2 separate regions of the Hordeum vulgare genome follow, and region 1 is linked to region 2. The links are chromatin contacts, called in public Hi-C maps. All regions are on one chromosome and are shown on one strand. The core of a region is the stretch at or near the end of the contact, and the rest is flanking DNA. Distances in the headings are between cores, read along the strand shown. Region 1 holds the start of LOC123447826 (la-related protein 6B). Region 2 holds the start of LOC123451164 (polygalacturonase-like).

The links. Hi-C and Micro-C count contacts between places; a contact is called where the count stands out from the background.
Region 1: a contact with region 2 is called in a Hi-C map of seedling, with 5 times the contacts expected there. The contact joins the promoter of LOC123447826 here to the promoter of LOC123451164 in region 2. A contact is called at or near these places in 4 of 6 Hi-C or Micro-C datasets (leaf and seedling) and 1 of 1 datasets of contacts at active chromatin or transcription factors (embryo).

Annotation. Positions count from the first base shown.
Region 1 is chr4H:48,773,469-48,780,424 of MorexV3_pseudomolecules_assembly, reverse strand. It overlaps LOC123447826 (la-related protein 6B), which reads right to left and starts at 5,170. Exons shown (of 10, transcript XM_045124513.1): 1 at 4,543-5,170; 2 at 3,831-3,912; 3 at 2,925-3,019; 4 at 2,638-2,709; 5 at 2,451-2,530; 6 at 2,253-2,349; 7 at 819-866; 8 at 668-736. The coding sequence starts at 4,935.
Region 2 is chr4H:48,411,522-48,418,475 of MorexV3_pseudomolecules_assembly, reverse strand. LOC123451164 (polygalacturonase-like) reads right to left here and starts at 1,514. Exons shown (of 4, transcript XM_045128175.1): 1 at 1,074-1,514; 2 at 696-985; 3 at 366-594; 4 at 1-254. The coding sequence starts at 1,514. The coding sequence ends at 33.

The DNA of each region.
Region 1 (6,956 bases), core at 3,921-6,420, 360 kb before region 2:
TGAGTCAAATCTATATGATTATATGCCAAACATGCTTACCGCAGAAGCTTATGCGTGTCATTATGCAGTCCAGGTGATGCAACATGAATTGTCAGCTTGCGATTGGTAGGCTTTGGAGTCGTTGAGGAGAACAAGTGAGAATCATAGGGCGAGCATTTTGCCAACTCTAAATTAGATCCAACAGCTTGGCGCGCGTGGTGGTCATACTTTTTTCCAGAGCGGCGCGGGGGGGGGGGGGGGGGGGGGTAAAGCTCAGCCCTTGCCAAATATGTTACGCCCCATGATCTTTGTAATCTCATGCATTCAGTATGATTGTAATTTGCCAATCAAAAAAAGATTGACTCCTAAAAGAAGAAACGAGTCTTTCTAAACACACTTCGACCTTAGACCCTAGTAAATGTACCATACTTAAGCTGACCTACAAGAACTAAGGAGAAAATATGCATTATTAATGCATCATTACAAATGTAAACAGAGTCGCATTTGCAAAATGACAGAATTACGTGTATAAGAAATCAAGTTGTACAAATGATTTATTCTTGTAGCCTCATCGCAACCCAATGGCTTGAGATGTTATGGCAAGTACTTATCATCATGATGTTTTGCTTAAGCAGTTAAGCACAAAAACTATCTCATGTCCAATTGATTAAACCCAATGGATGGTTACCATGCAAGAATTCAACAACCGAACTCTAAGCCCGCTTCTCCAGTTCCTCTCATCATTAAGCACCACAATCTGTATTGGATGAAGTGATGTCATTGGTAATACGGGCAAACAAGTTATTATGCTATTAAAGAGGTTGTGTAATGATAAATACCGCTTTCTCAGCATCCTCAACAGTCTCATACTCAACAAAAGCGTGCAGCTGCCATCAGGGAAAAACAATCAGCTTCACATACATACATCAGCAACGGTGCACTAACACACATCAAGACAATGGTGAGAACAAAGACTATGATAACAACAGTTTAACTGTAAAAATGCAAACATTCATTTAAACCAAGCTGCATATCGCACAATTATTGGCCAAATCAGCATAACACAGACAAAATTATTGGAATTTGTTTTTCCTATGGAGCTAGGATTTGTGGGTGCTCTGGGGGGGAGAGGATGTAAGTGGCCGGGAGGCAGTGTACATGTATTAACTCTTCTATATCTTATTGTATAATTGGTAATGAGAAAATGGCACGGGATATTAAAACCTCTTATGGGGACACCTTGGCCTAAAAATGGCACAGGATATCCAGTTGATATTAAAATCTCAATTATAACGACTATTTTATTGTATGGAGAGAGACCCCTTAATAAGCCTAGTATACACCCCTACTACACAACATGACAGCTACCTAAGCATGCTAGCGTGGAACTTGAATGCATGCAACCACATCCAGAGCATTAATAAAAATCACATAAACCTCTCATATCTCCTACTTAAAAAGAATTATTGGGCCCCTGGGCGGAGGGAGCGCGTCCACTCTTATTAGGCCCTGCTCGATCCAGCTGCCAAAAGCGAGAAAATGTTTCGTTGCTTTTTCGATCTCCCCAACTGCGGTTCGTTTTCCCAAGTGTAGTAAACATGGCGGGAGCTTGCTCTTGCAGCCTGCCAATGCATGCGCTTCTAATCATCCATCAATTGGGGCATGCATGCGCCATGCAGCGTCCCAGCTCGCGAAAAAGTAGCAGCAGTACCGCGCGCGCCTGAGCCGAGCATGGGGTTGCATGCGGGCGAAGCGGGATTTACTTTGGCAATAAATTATGCATGGAAAACCGAAGAAGCGGATGCTTATTTTAGGCATTAATCATGATTTCTTGGTATCTGCAATCTGGTTGGGGGGCCTAATAAACCCGGACGGAGGGAGTACCAAATAAAATTACGTTTTCTTTGGTAAGCCAATAGATGCTTACCAACTAAGAGTTTGCCAAATAAGATCTTATATTTTTACACAATCGCAGTAATTTGGGAACGTAACTCACAGACTAATCCACTAGTAGAATATTTATGCCTCGGGTGCAATGCACGGGCCATTATCTAGTCTAATAATACCATGTAAATAATGCATCCACACATATCCACCCCTATTTCACATCAAAGAATATATGTTGCACTGAACTTAGTCCATTCAGGCTGTCCAAGGATACAGGGTTCAGGAAAGATTCAATGGATCAAAAATAGTTACCCATGCATCAGAAAACAACTGCCATTAAGAATATGAGATTATATTTGAATGTTATAAACAGGAATAATAATTACCTTGTTGGCAAAAAGCATATCTAGTTTAGCAGATCTATTAGTGACTGGACCACTGCCGTTTGGGGTCTGAGGATAGCATGTTCTGATTGTCTTTACGCTGCAACACGGCAAACAAGAATCAGCAGAGAAACATGTCGCAGTTTTCTCAAGACAGAAAGAGAATAGCTGCACTCTTTGCTGATCTACAATAACTATTACCTGCCAGCAGATGAGAAAATCTTCATAAGGTTCTGGTAACAATGATCATCTGGAAGATTTTCTGCAACAACAATTCGGGACTACAAGACAGAGCAAGTCTTCATTATTACAGTCTAGCCATTTTACCATAAAAAGGAAAGTAAAGCATATGGTTGTTGCATGCAATGTATAAAGACCTCATAATTACCTGGAGTTCTTCTAAATCTGATTCTGTAAATGGTTGTCCCCGCTTTACTCTGTTTCCATCTTCACTCACCACCTGCATGTATAACCAAACAATCATAAATGTAACTGCAGTCACAAGTAACATGCAGAGGAATGACAAGCAAGCAGTAGTAGATGTGCTGCAATTGATCATATTCTTATGACTTATGAAGGACAGTACCCTGTTGATGAATGAAAGAATTTCAAAAATAATAGAAGTCCATTCTGAGATCTGGCCACAATATACAACAGGATTATCATTGAACTTACAAGCTTTGATGAAGTCCGAAGAGCTGAAGCAAGCATGGAACTACTTTGCACCAGAGCCTTAATTTTCTTAAAGGAAGCAACAACTGACATCGGTACTGCATTGAGTGAGAATGTTAATCAGATACCAATATGTATTTGTTTGTCCAAGTATCAAAGGAGGTATTTTTTCTCTATAATAGACAGAACCTGATTTCCTGTTTCTATATCAAAATAAAGTGAACAAAAGTAGCATATGAAAGTCACAGTTGAAAGACTTTCATATGAGAGAACTCAGTCAAATTTGGGTAACTATTTTCCGATCAGTATGGCAACCATTGTCCTGTTGATAACTGGGAGACAGTAGAAGATAATACTACTCCCTCCGATCCATATTAATTGGCACAGCTTTAGTACAACTTCGTACTCCCACAATTAATATGGATCGGAGGGAGCAAACGATAAGATTTTTTTTTAAATCTTGATTTGTCAATTGGCATTGGACAAATTACAGTCCAATCCTTTGCCCAAATTTTATAATAGAATGAATCAATGCAATCTTAATTCCTAATTAGATCAAAGACAGCCCAAGAGAAAAAGTATCCAAAATAACATAAGATACTGCAAAAAAAAGCAAGATCTATATTATGTCAAGTAGATGCTATCTTCGTTTCAAAGAAAGAAACATGTATCATCTAGGAAAGTAATGAAATGGTAACATGCATAATATATCCAGTTATTCATTTTTGGAAGCCTTTTTTGAGTCTCACTGTCAGCTGAAAGCTTTAAAGTAGCAAGATCATAAACATGATAATTTTTTCTATTCATGGAATAGAAAGCTACAAAATAAAAAATAAAATAGTGAATGAGTGATGACATCTTCCAGACAAGTCCCAACGAAATAGCTTCAGATGCAAGCATACAACTCACCATATCCTTCGGGATCCTTAGTAATAAACCTCATCAAATGCTCTGTGGTGGCCAGGTTTATATCACTAAAGTAATACTCCACCTGCAAAGTTTATAAATTAATGAAATGAATAAGTAGAGAAAAAACTATCCGTGTAGCATAATAATAAATGAAAAACATTAATATAACACCATGAGACGGAAGTGTGAGAGCACCAAAGATAACGATCTACAGAAGAGTTGAAACTTGACTGGATTACAGTTTCAAATCAAGATGCTACTCACAATATGGACCTATTTAATTGACATGGTTAAAAATCAACTCATTATATTATGGTGCAGCCCAATTACATCAAACTACACCACTAAAAGCGTATACAATGTAATCCAAGCCCACACACTACAACTGCGCAAATACCACAATATGATAGGTTTAGCTTCCTGGTGATCCCATTCCACTCAGAGTGGTCCAGTTATTGAATATGCAAACGTTTATGTAATAACTACACAGCAGTTTGATACCGAAGAGCTCAGAATAAAAAAATCGACTCAGGCCCGGCTATAATTGCCGAAATAGCAGAAAGCTTTTTAAGAGTCACACATGACAAATATATCTGACGACGCAGTTACTAGAAACCTAGCAAATTAACCTTCTTCTTCTTCTCTTTATTCCTGATCTAACTGCGCCTATTCGAAATCGAGCAACACAGCAACGAACAAGAGGAGCACCAACCTGCTTGGTGATCTTGTGCAGCACGTCGTCCGTGATCAGCTCTCTCCCCTGCTGGTGCGCCTGGGCCGGAGGCGGCGGCGGCGGCACCGCTTGCTCGGCCCCCATCTCATGCTCAGGCACAGCAACAAAGCCCGCGGCAGCAGCACCGACGGCCGCGTAGAACTCGAACGGCGGCCGGGGCGGGGGCGGGCCCGCGGCGAAGAAGGACGCGGGCGGCGGCGGGGGCGGCGCGGCGAAGACGTGGATCACGGGCTGCACCGGCGCGGGGGGCGGGGGCGCCGCGGCGACACGCGGCACGAACTCGGGCGCCTGCGCGTTGAGCCGGCTGGCGGAGCTGCTCCGCGAGAGGCCCCCCGGCAGCTCCTCCCCGGCCGCCGGATCCTGCTGCGACATCGGGCGGGGCTAGGGTTTCGGCGCCAGCTAGCAGCAGAGCAGCGGCAGGAGCAGCCGACGCTGCCGTGGCAGCAGGGTAGCGGTAGGATTAGTAGCAGCGGCAGCGCTGTACTAGTGCGGCTGGTTAGGGTTTGGGCACGGCGGAGAAGGGGAGTTCTCGGAGGGCGCGGGCGCCGGCGAGGTCGGATATTTATGGGGCGCGACACGCGGAGGCTTCCACGGGGGATCGACGCCGCGGCCACGCTGCGCCTCCGATCGGAGAGGGATGTGACTGGCACGAGGGGGCGGTGGACCCGGTGTATGGTCTGATGGGCGAGCCGACGCGGGGCGTGGCGTCCGCGTCGGTGTTGGTGTATGGGCCGGGCGTAGGGAGGGGAGGAGCGGGTAGGGCGTGGGGCCGGGAAGCAAGCGGGGATTGGATCGAGGCGGAGCGCACCCGTGGGTGTCGTGTCCGTATGATTCCTCGTGCGCGAGCAAATCGGGGTGCCTGTTCCTGTTTGTGTAGCCGCGTGTGCGGGTAGAAGAGTAGGCAACGGCTTTCTATTGGCGTAGGCAACGGCTGTGACCACGACACATGGCGGCAGTCCAGTCCATCAGTGAAGAAAGATGAAGTTTCGACGCTATACCAAAGTAGGACTACCATCATAGTAGTGCCAAAGTAGTGTATATAACCGGATTTTGAATTATATTTCAGCAAGGTGTGTATCCTTGATTTGATCTACACATTAAGATATGCAAAAAAAAGGGGGGGGGGGGGTGAAAAGTAGTAGATCAAGTGAGAAAACCGAGAAGATATTGTTTCATGAGGGAAAATGATCTATTAGAAAATATAAAAGGAAAATTCAAGATTATGATGCAGGTTATGTATATACAGTTCCCTCAAGGAACATACTTATATGTTGGTGTTGTCGTTAGTTGCTGCAAGAAAATATATGTTGTCTTGTTATTTGAGTTCCCCGTCGGGGTATCGTGAAAAATCATAGTTTTTCTCCTTTACCCCACCCTCCCCCGATGATGGGAGTAATATTCTATCTCTATGCATTGGAGTACAAAATGTCTTGGAGTCATGTTGCTTACGAGGAGCCTAAGACCTAGAAACATCAACATTTGTCATCATGTTGCTTCTCAAGTTACTTCTGGTGCTGACTTCGTTGACTTCCTGGTAGTCATCGGCAACGAGAGGGAAGTTGCACTCCATCAATAACTAATTTGGCATAGATCCTCATCTCTAGGATCACCCCCTTCACATTTCCTTTTGACCACAAACCATGGTGGACCTCAGAAAGGAGTTAGGGGTGCTCAACCTAGTTGATTGGTGGTTTTGCATTTCCTTTCTTGCTTCTAATAATCCATATTTTTTATTTCCCTCAAGAGATGCCGAAGCTTCCATGCAACAACCTTTCCCTGAATTTCTGGTCATGGTAATTGGAGCAAGACATTTTGGATAGGACGAACTAATGTCGAAATAATGTGCCTAGCCATATTTTCATGCATGGTGTCAAAACGCATTATTTGCGTGGGTGATATGCTCATGTTGCACCCGTTGCATATGCACAAGCGTAACATCTACCCGAGTTCTTGTTATGTTGATACGGCCTTATTGTCGTGGTGTGGTTCTTGGACATAGTGACTCACCAATGACTTCTTCCTCGACGCATCGGCTTCCACACGGGACCACTTCCAGATTTTGGGGCGCCATCTGCCTATGGTACACGAGGATCTTCGACATCAATGTTATCGATAAGTTTCCTTGCTCTTGATTTTTGGTGAGCATTTAGAGAAGTACCTTTGTGATAGGTAGAAGGTATCACTCTTGAAGATGGACTCGGCCTTCATCACCATCTTCAGCAAAAGACTGGAGGAAGGCCCATGGAGACATATAGGCGGTTAGGGGACCTTCTGAACTACAAGTCGGGAGGGCGGCATGATAGATTGTATCTCCCTCATGTAAACCCTAACTCATACCTTGTATTTGAGGGGGAACTAGCAGCCCTTAGACGCATCTACTCCCTAGTGTTGGG
Region 2 (6,954 bases), core at 265-2,764:
CATTTCTCCAAACGGACGGCAAACTCCGATCGTCAGAAGCAGCTCGCCGGTCTGACCTCTCCGGACGCGGACCCGCCGGCGTTTCGGCACTTGGCCTGCGCCGGCCGCTTTTGCCGGTACGTCAGCCTGATGTTCCTGAGCTTGATCCCGCTACAGGGGTTGGTGGCGCTGCAGTTGAACTTCACCGCCACGGGCGTCGTCGACGTGCCCTCGATGTCCTCGTAAGAAACGTCGCTGATCTGCACCCCCGAGCTCTGAATGCATGCACAAACAACAACAGGAGTAGTTCGTGATACATACACTGGATGGTTCACGAGTAGTTGCATTGCATGTAGGCAACTTGAATGGTGGCATCTCTTACATACCTTGCCCGGGCAATCGACCTTGCGGGGGCAGTAGTCCTGGTCGACGAGGATGGGGTTCGCCACGCGGTGCATGGTGACCTGCGAGAAGGAGACGCCCGTGACGGAGCCGGGGTTGGGCATCCCCCATGTCTTGATCCGCAAGCCGTTGGTCGTGCCCGTCAGCACCGCCCTCTCCACGGTCACGTTCCTCACCCCCTCCTCTCCGGCCTGCCCTCCCAGGCTCCCGATGCTGGCACCATACATCCAACGCAAACGCAAAACCAATTATGTCTATCGAACGTTGCGCAAATCACAAGCAAACACAATAATGGATGATGAACTAGGTGGCACCTGATGCCGTGGCCCGGGCCGCACTTGATGTCTCTGATGAGCACGTCGGAGGTGCCGGGCCCCAGGGAGACGCAGTCGTCGCCAGTACCGATCGTGGTGTTGAGGATGCGCACGTGGCGGGAGAGCTGGGCATGGATGCCGTCGGTGTTGGGGCTGTTGGCCGGCGCGACGATCCTGACGCCCTCGACCGTGACACCGGTGGAGTCGAAGATGGCAATGTGGACGTTCTTGCTGTCGAGCAGCGTCAGCTGCTCCACGCTCACGCCCTTGGACTGGCTAATGTCCAGCGTCTGCAAACGCACGTACGTATGGCATCCGTTCGCCACAGGGAATCCGAACCAAATCGCATTGCAAAGAAAAAATCATGCCATCGCTCACCCTGGGGCCCTGTCCGGTGCACCTGCCGTCCTTCTTGCACGCCCAGTACTCCTGCCCCTGCCCGTCCAGCGTGCCGCCGCGGATCGCCAGGCCGTCGGCGTGGTGGAACATGATCCACGCCATGCTGTCCACAACCGGCGGCGCGAAGACGGTGCCGTTGCCGTCGATGGCGACGACCACGCCAGCGCTCCGGCAGGGGCCCTTGAAGTAGGCCCGGCTGAGCAAGAACCTACCCGCCGGCACGCGCAGCACCGGCCGGGAGCCGGAGCGTCCCGTGTCGTTGCACGCCGCGCCCCACGCGGCCTGGAACGCCGCCGCCGAGTCCGCCCCGCCGTCGGGTCTCGCGCCGTAGTCCACCACGTTGTACTCCGCGTCCGCTGCCGCCAATCCAACCAGTGCCGTCAACGCGACCAGCAGTAGCGTGAGTCTATGGCCGCTCATCCTCCGAGCCTTTTGTTTCGCGTGAGTGATTGGAAGCTATCTTGGTGAACTTACGATGATAATGATTCGATTGAGTGGGGTAATTACGGTGATGATCATGGCGTTCGCGGCATTAATACATAGGCATTGCTTGAGATTGACCCACGTACGTTGCTGCGTGCTGAGTTTAGGAGGGGTGGGAGTGTCGTGCAGGCCATGGGCATCGGTGTTGAATTACGTTACGGCGGCAGGAATTGAAAACGCCTGGTGAATCGTGGTAAAGACGGGCTGTCGGGAGTACGCTGCATAGCTGTATACGGGCCTGGTCTCAGGTGAGTCCTGGCAATTGTATTGTGCATGGGCCTTTTGCGTACGTGTTAGCCTCGCGGGACCTCCTATGCACCACTCCTTGCGACGATCGGAAAAGCCTATTCGTCGCTCTCTGCGTCGCCATGTCGGGGCTTTGCACACGCGCACCCAGCGAGCGTTCGGGAATGGGCCGGACCATATGTAGTTCCAACACCTCCTGTTTTAAAAACCTTCTGAAGGTTACCAGCTGGTTATTCCTATTTTAGAAAACTTTTACAAGGTTCCCTGAACCCTTTTTTTTTCTTACTTTTTTTCTGTTTCTTTTTTTCTTTTTTGTCTCAGTATCAAAAAATGTCTATATTTTTTAAAGTTGTTCTTCAAATTCGGAAAATACTTTTGCTCTTTTTAAAAATGCTCGGGATTTTCAAAAAATGTTCTTCAAATTCAAAGAAAGTTTTTCCTACTTAAAAAGCGTTCTGTACTTTAAAAATGTTCTCTATTTTCAAAAAATGTACCGTATTTTCAAAAAAAATATGTATATTTAAAAAACCTTTTTCAAATTCGAAAATTTATTGATTTTGAAAAATGTTCTAGACTTTCAATAAATGTTCAAGATTTTTCAAAATTGGTTCGCAGATATAAAAATTGTTCCCGTTTTCAATTTGTCTTTCTGAAACTTCCAAAAATGTTTGTGTTTGCAAAACATTCCCTCATTTTCACAAAACCAATCACATTTTTTAAATTTTATTCACGAGTTAGAATTATCTTCCTGTTATTTGAAAAGCAATTCACAATTTTAAAAATGTTCATACTTTTATAGTTTTTTCAAAAATTTCAAATTTGTTCATGTTTTAAAATTTGTACACAATTTGAAAAATGTTCGCGGTCTCAAAATGTGTTCACAGATTCGAAAAATATTCACATTTTCAAAAATGTTCCCATATACAATTTTTTGTTTCCAATTTTCAAAAAATGTTCGTGTTTCAAAATATGCTCTCATTTTAAAAAATCCAATCACAATTTTAAAAGTTTGTTCACGAATAAGGAATATGTTCATGTCCTTCTAAAATTGTTCGCACTTCCAAATTTGTCTAGGAGTTTTCAAAATTGTACTCAGTTTCGCAATTGTTCAGGGTTTTTCAAAATTGTTCTCCTTCACAAAATTTCTTTCTCAAGATTCACAAAATGTCCGTGCTTTAAACAACTGTTCACGCTCCAAAAAAAATCGGGTTTTTTTCAAAATTCTTCTCTGTTTCCAAATTTTGTTCTCAAGATTAAAAAAATGTTCAGGCTTTAGAAACATTTTCGTGCTTCCAAATTTGTTCAGGTTTTTTCAAAATTGTTCAGCTTCCCCCTGTGTGGCGCAGGGCTCCCTGCCGTAATGAGCGGCAGGTAGGAGCTCTCACGGCGAACTGCGGAGCGGACGCACACCTGGTCGCCCGACTGGGCCGGCCCAGTTTTTTTTTGTCTTAAGAAAATCTGATACTTTCCTCTTTTTTCTTTTCATTTCTGTTCCTCTAAATTTGTTTGTATTTATTTGCTTTTTATGGGTTTATTTTTACTTTTTTTTCCTTTTCTTTCTGAATTTGATGCAACAATTTTTTTTCAATTTGAACGATAATTTTCGAAAATCCGGGAACATTTTTCGAATTTATGAAACATGTATGAAAAATTATAAACTTTGAAATTCGGAACATTTTGTAAAAGCAACAACACTTTTCAAAATTTAAGAATAATTCTCAGACACGAACTTATTCTAAAATTTTAACAATTTTTTTATAATTCAATTTTATTAACATACCAAACATTTTTTGAAAATACCAAACATTTTTCTTAAAATACTAAAGTAAAAAACATTTTTGAAAATTCCAAACATTTTTTGAAGTTATGAATGTTTCTCAAAACCGGAAGCTATTAAAAATTTAGAACATTCTTATAAAAAGGAAAGACATTTTTCGAATTTAACGAACAATGCTTGAAAATCCAGATCATTTTTTCAATTTGTGAACACTGTTTGAAAAACGTCATTTTTTGAAACTTTGAACATTTTATTAAAGCAAGAACATTTTCCGAAATTTAAAAATATATTGAACATTTTATGAAAGCAAGAACATTTTTCGAAAAAACGAACTTAGTTTATAAATTGAACAAAATTTTGAAATTCAGCCATTTTTTTCGCGAATACCTAACTTTTTCTTAAAATAGTAAACATTTTCTAAAAATACCAAACATTTTCTTCAAAAACCGAACATTTTTTGAAGTGATGAATGTTTTTGAAAAGCGGCAACTGTTTAAAATGAGAACATTCTTTAGAAAAGCAGAAAAACAGTTTTTGAATTTAAAGAACAATTTTTAAAAATCGAGAACGTTTTCTGAGACAGAAACAGAAAAGAAAAAATAGAAAAGAAAAAAAGAAAAAAGAAAAACCGGTTCACGAACCCTTCTAGAAAATTCCCAAAACCAGAAAAAACTGTGTGGAACCTCTAAAATGTTTGAAAAACGGGGCACTTTGGAACGCTTAAACAAGCTGGCTCGTTGCGTCGTTGCTCGGTCGCTCGCCTGTGCGAAGCACCGACTGTTTGACGCAACGAATGGCAAACAGGCTATTTCGTATCTCGCCTCTCGATTAGTCTGGGCACGGGAGCTTCGCCTTCCACATTGGCCTTGTTCGATTTGCTGCGCGGCCGGAGTTGTTCACAACGACGTTTTGTTGCGGGGGTTCATCGGGTTGTGTGTTCTTCCTACGCTGCATGTGGTTTGACTTTGTTTTCCTTCGTATTTATTTTGAGTGCGGAAAGAGGATTCTGATTTTCGGGGACAGAGTGGCGGAATTTCCTGCATGAACACATTCCATGCATGTTGTCCACGATTTCTTTAGTTTCCTACACCCTTCGTTCCTAAATATAATACATTTTAGATATTGCACTATGAACTACATACGGATGTACATAGATATATTTTAGAGTATAGATTCACTCATTTTGCTCCGTATATAGTGTTCTAATGGAATATATAAAAGGTCTTATATTTTGGAACGGAGGGAGTACTAGCAAAAGGGTTCGTGTGTTGCAACAGAGAAAAAAAATTATAATCTCCAATGATCATGAACAAATTTTGCTACTTCACCAAGATACACTATCACTTTCAATTTTGTGAAATCATGAACATATTTTTAAACTCGTGCACGTATTTGAAAGCGTCAACATTTTTCAAATTCATGCACACTTATGAATTCGTGACTATTTTCTAAAATCAAGAATATTTTTTGAATTCACCAACATTTAGTACTATTCACAAATACTTTTTTTAAATGTGAAAAATAGACAATTTTCTTCAATCTTCGAACATTTCCAGAATCGACGATCATTTTTAGGAAATTGATGGAACAATTTTTGAAACTTATGAACATTTTTTTATTTAACGAACATTTTCTGGAAATGATGATTTTATTTTTGAAATTCACCAACATTTTTTTATTTACCGAACATTTTTTATTAAACTTTTTTTTGTAATGCAAGATCATTTTTGAATGAATAAACTATTTTGTAAGTCACGAACAGTTTTGTAATCTTTAGAATATTTTTTCATAGATGAACATTTTCTGAATTTGCAAAAATTCATTCAATTTCATTAACATTTTTTAGCACATGAACCTTTAAAACATCTTGAATATTTTATTATTTTCCAAACATTTTGCTTCAATGTTGCATAAATTTTCAAATAAGCAAACATTTTTATTTACAAAATCATGAACTTCTATTGAATGCACAAACAATTTATGATTTATTAAATATTTTTATCATTATTTTCCTTTTTTAATGTTTTTCTGGATCTTTTTATAATTCCTAAGTTATTTAAATTAAAAAATAAAGACAGAAAATAAAAAAAGAGAAAATTAAATGAAAAAAATAAATACTTGTCGGCCGGACATGGGCCGGGCCGAACCGGCGCGCTGCATCTTCTCCCAGCGCCGAGACCGCACTATAGGAGGTCCTGCATGCGTCGGCCCACACTAGGATTTCCTTTCGAAAACCTTTATTTATCATCACTTACGGATGGTGTAGCTCTGTCATGATCACAACGCGGTCTTCCAACTCCGCCATGCCACATCGACGCCCCAGGTCTGCTATGGATGCTGTCGCCGCCGAACTCCGTCGAGGCCACCCCAGCTCCGTCATGGACGCTGCAGTGTCGCTATCCTCACGATCTTAAAAAGGCTCGTGATTGCCTCGCACCATCCGCAAGCAGCGACGCACATCCATCTCTATCATGGACTAGTCATTTATTTTCAGTCTTTGAGACCCGCGTGGGCGGCGACAATTTTAAGTACACCAGTTTTGACGGTGCGCGATGTCCAGCAGGTAACTTGCTGATGTTCGCCCGCACTAAAATCCCTCGTGTTCTACCATCACTTAGGGTGTGTTTGGTAGAGTCATGGAGGGTGCATGAACTCAATAGTTTTCCTCTCAACCCATTTTTATTTGTTTGTTAGCCTGCACGGGGCCTTCTTAGCATACATGAGCTCAATTCAAATATCCGTTTAGCATGCACGAAGAGTAAACACCCCAACAATCGTTTACTGGTCAGCATGCATTAGCGAAGCGAGCGACAATGTGTTTCAAAAAATGTTCAAAATTTCTAAATAATAATTTTTAGAAAATACTCAGAATACCCAAAATTATCCAAATTTTCATCAAATTTTCAAAAATAATGTTCCATTTCAGAAAATTGTTAAATTTTTCAAAAAATATCCATATTTTCAAAATTTGTTATTTTTTTCAACAAATGTACAAGCTTCCATTTTCCAATTTTCAAAAAATATTTGGATTTTCTAATTCAGATTTTCATAATTTGTATAATTTTTTAAAAGTTCAAACTTCCGAAAACAACTTCAGAATATAAAAAATGTTTATTTTTTTTTAAATATATTTTTCCCATGTTTCAAAAAATTGTTCACTTTTTTGAGATGTTTTGTTGGCTTTTAAAAAAATATTGGCTGTTATAGTATCGACCAACATGTCTAAACACATGCAATCTATCAAACAGATCTTAGCTTAACATGTCTCAACACATACACCACTATCAAACAACACCAAATACATGTACTCAACGTGTCTACAATGAACATTTATCAGGGGAGAACAACCATGGT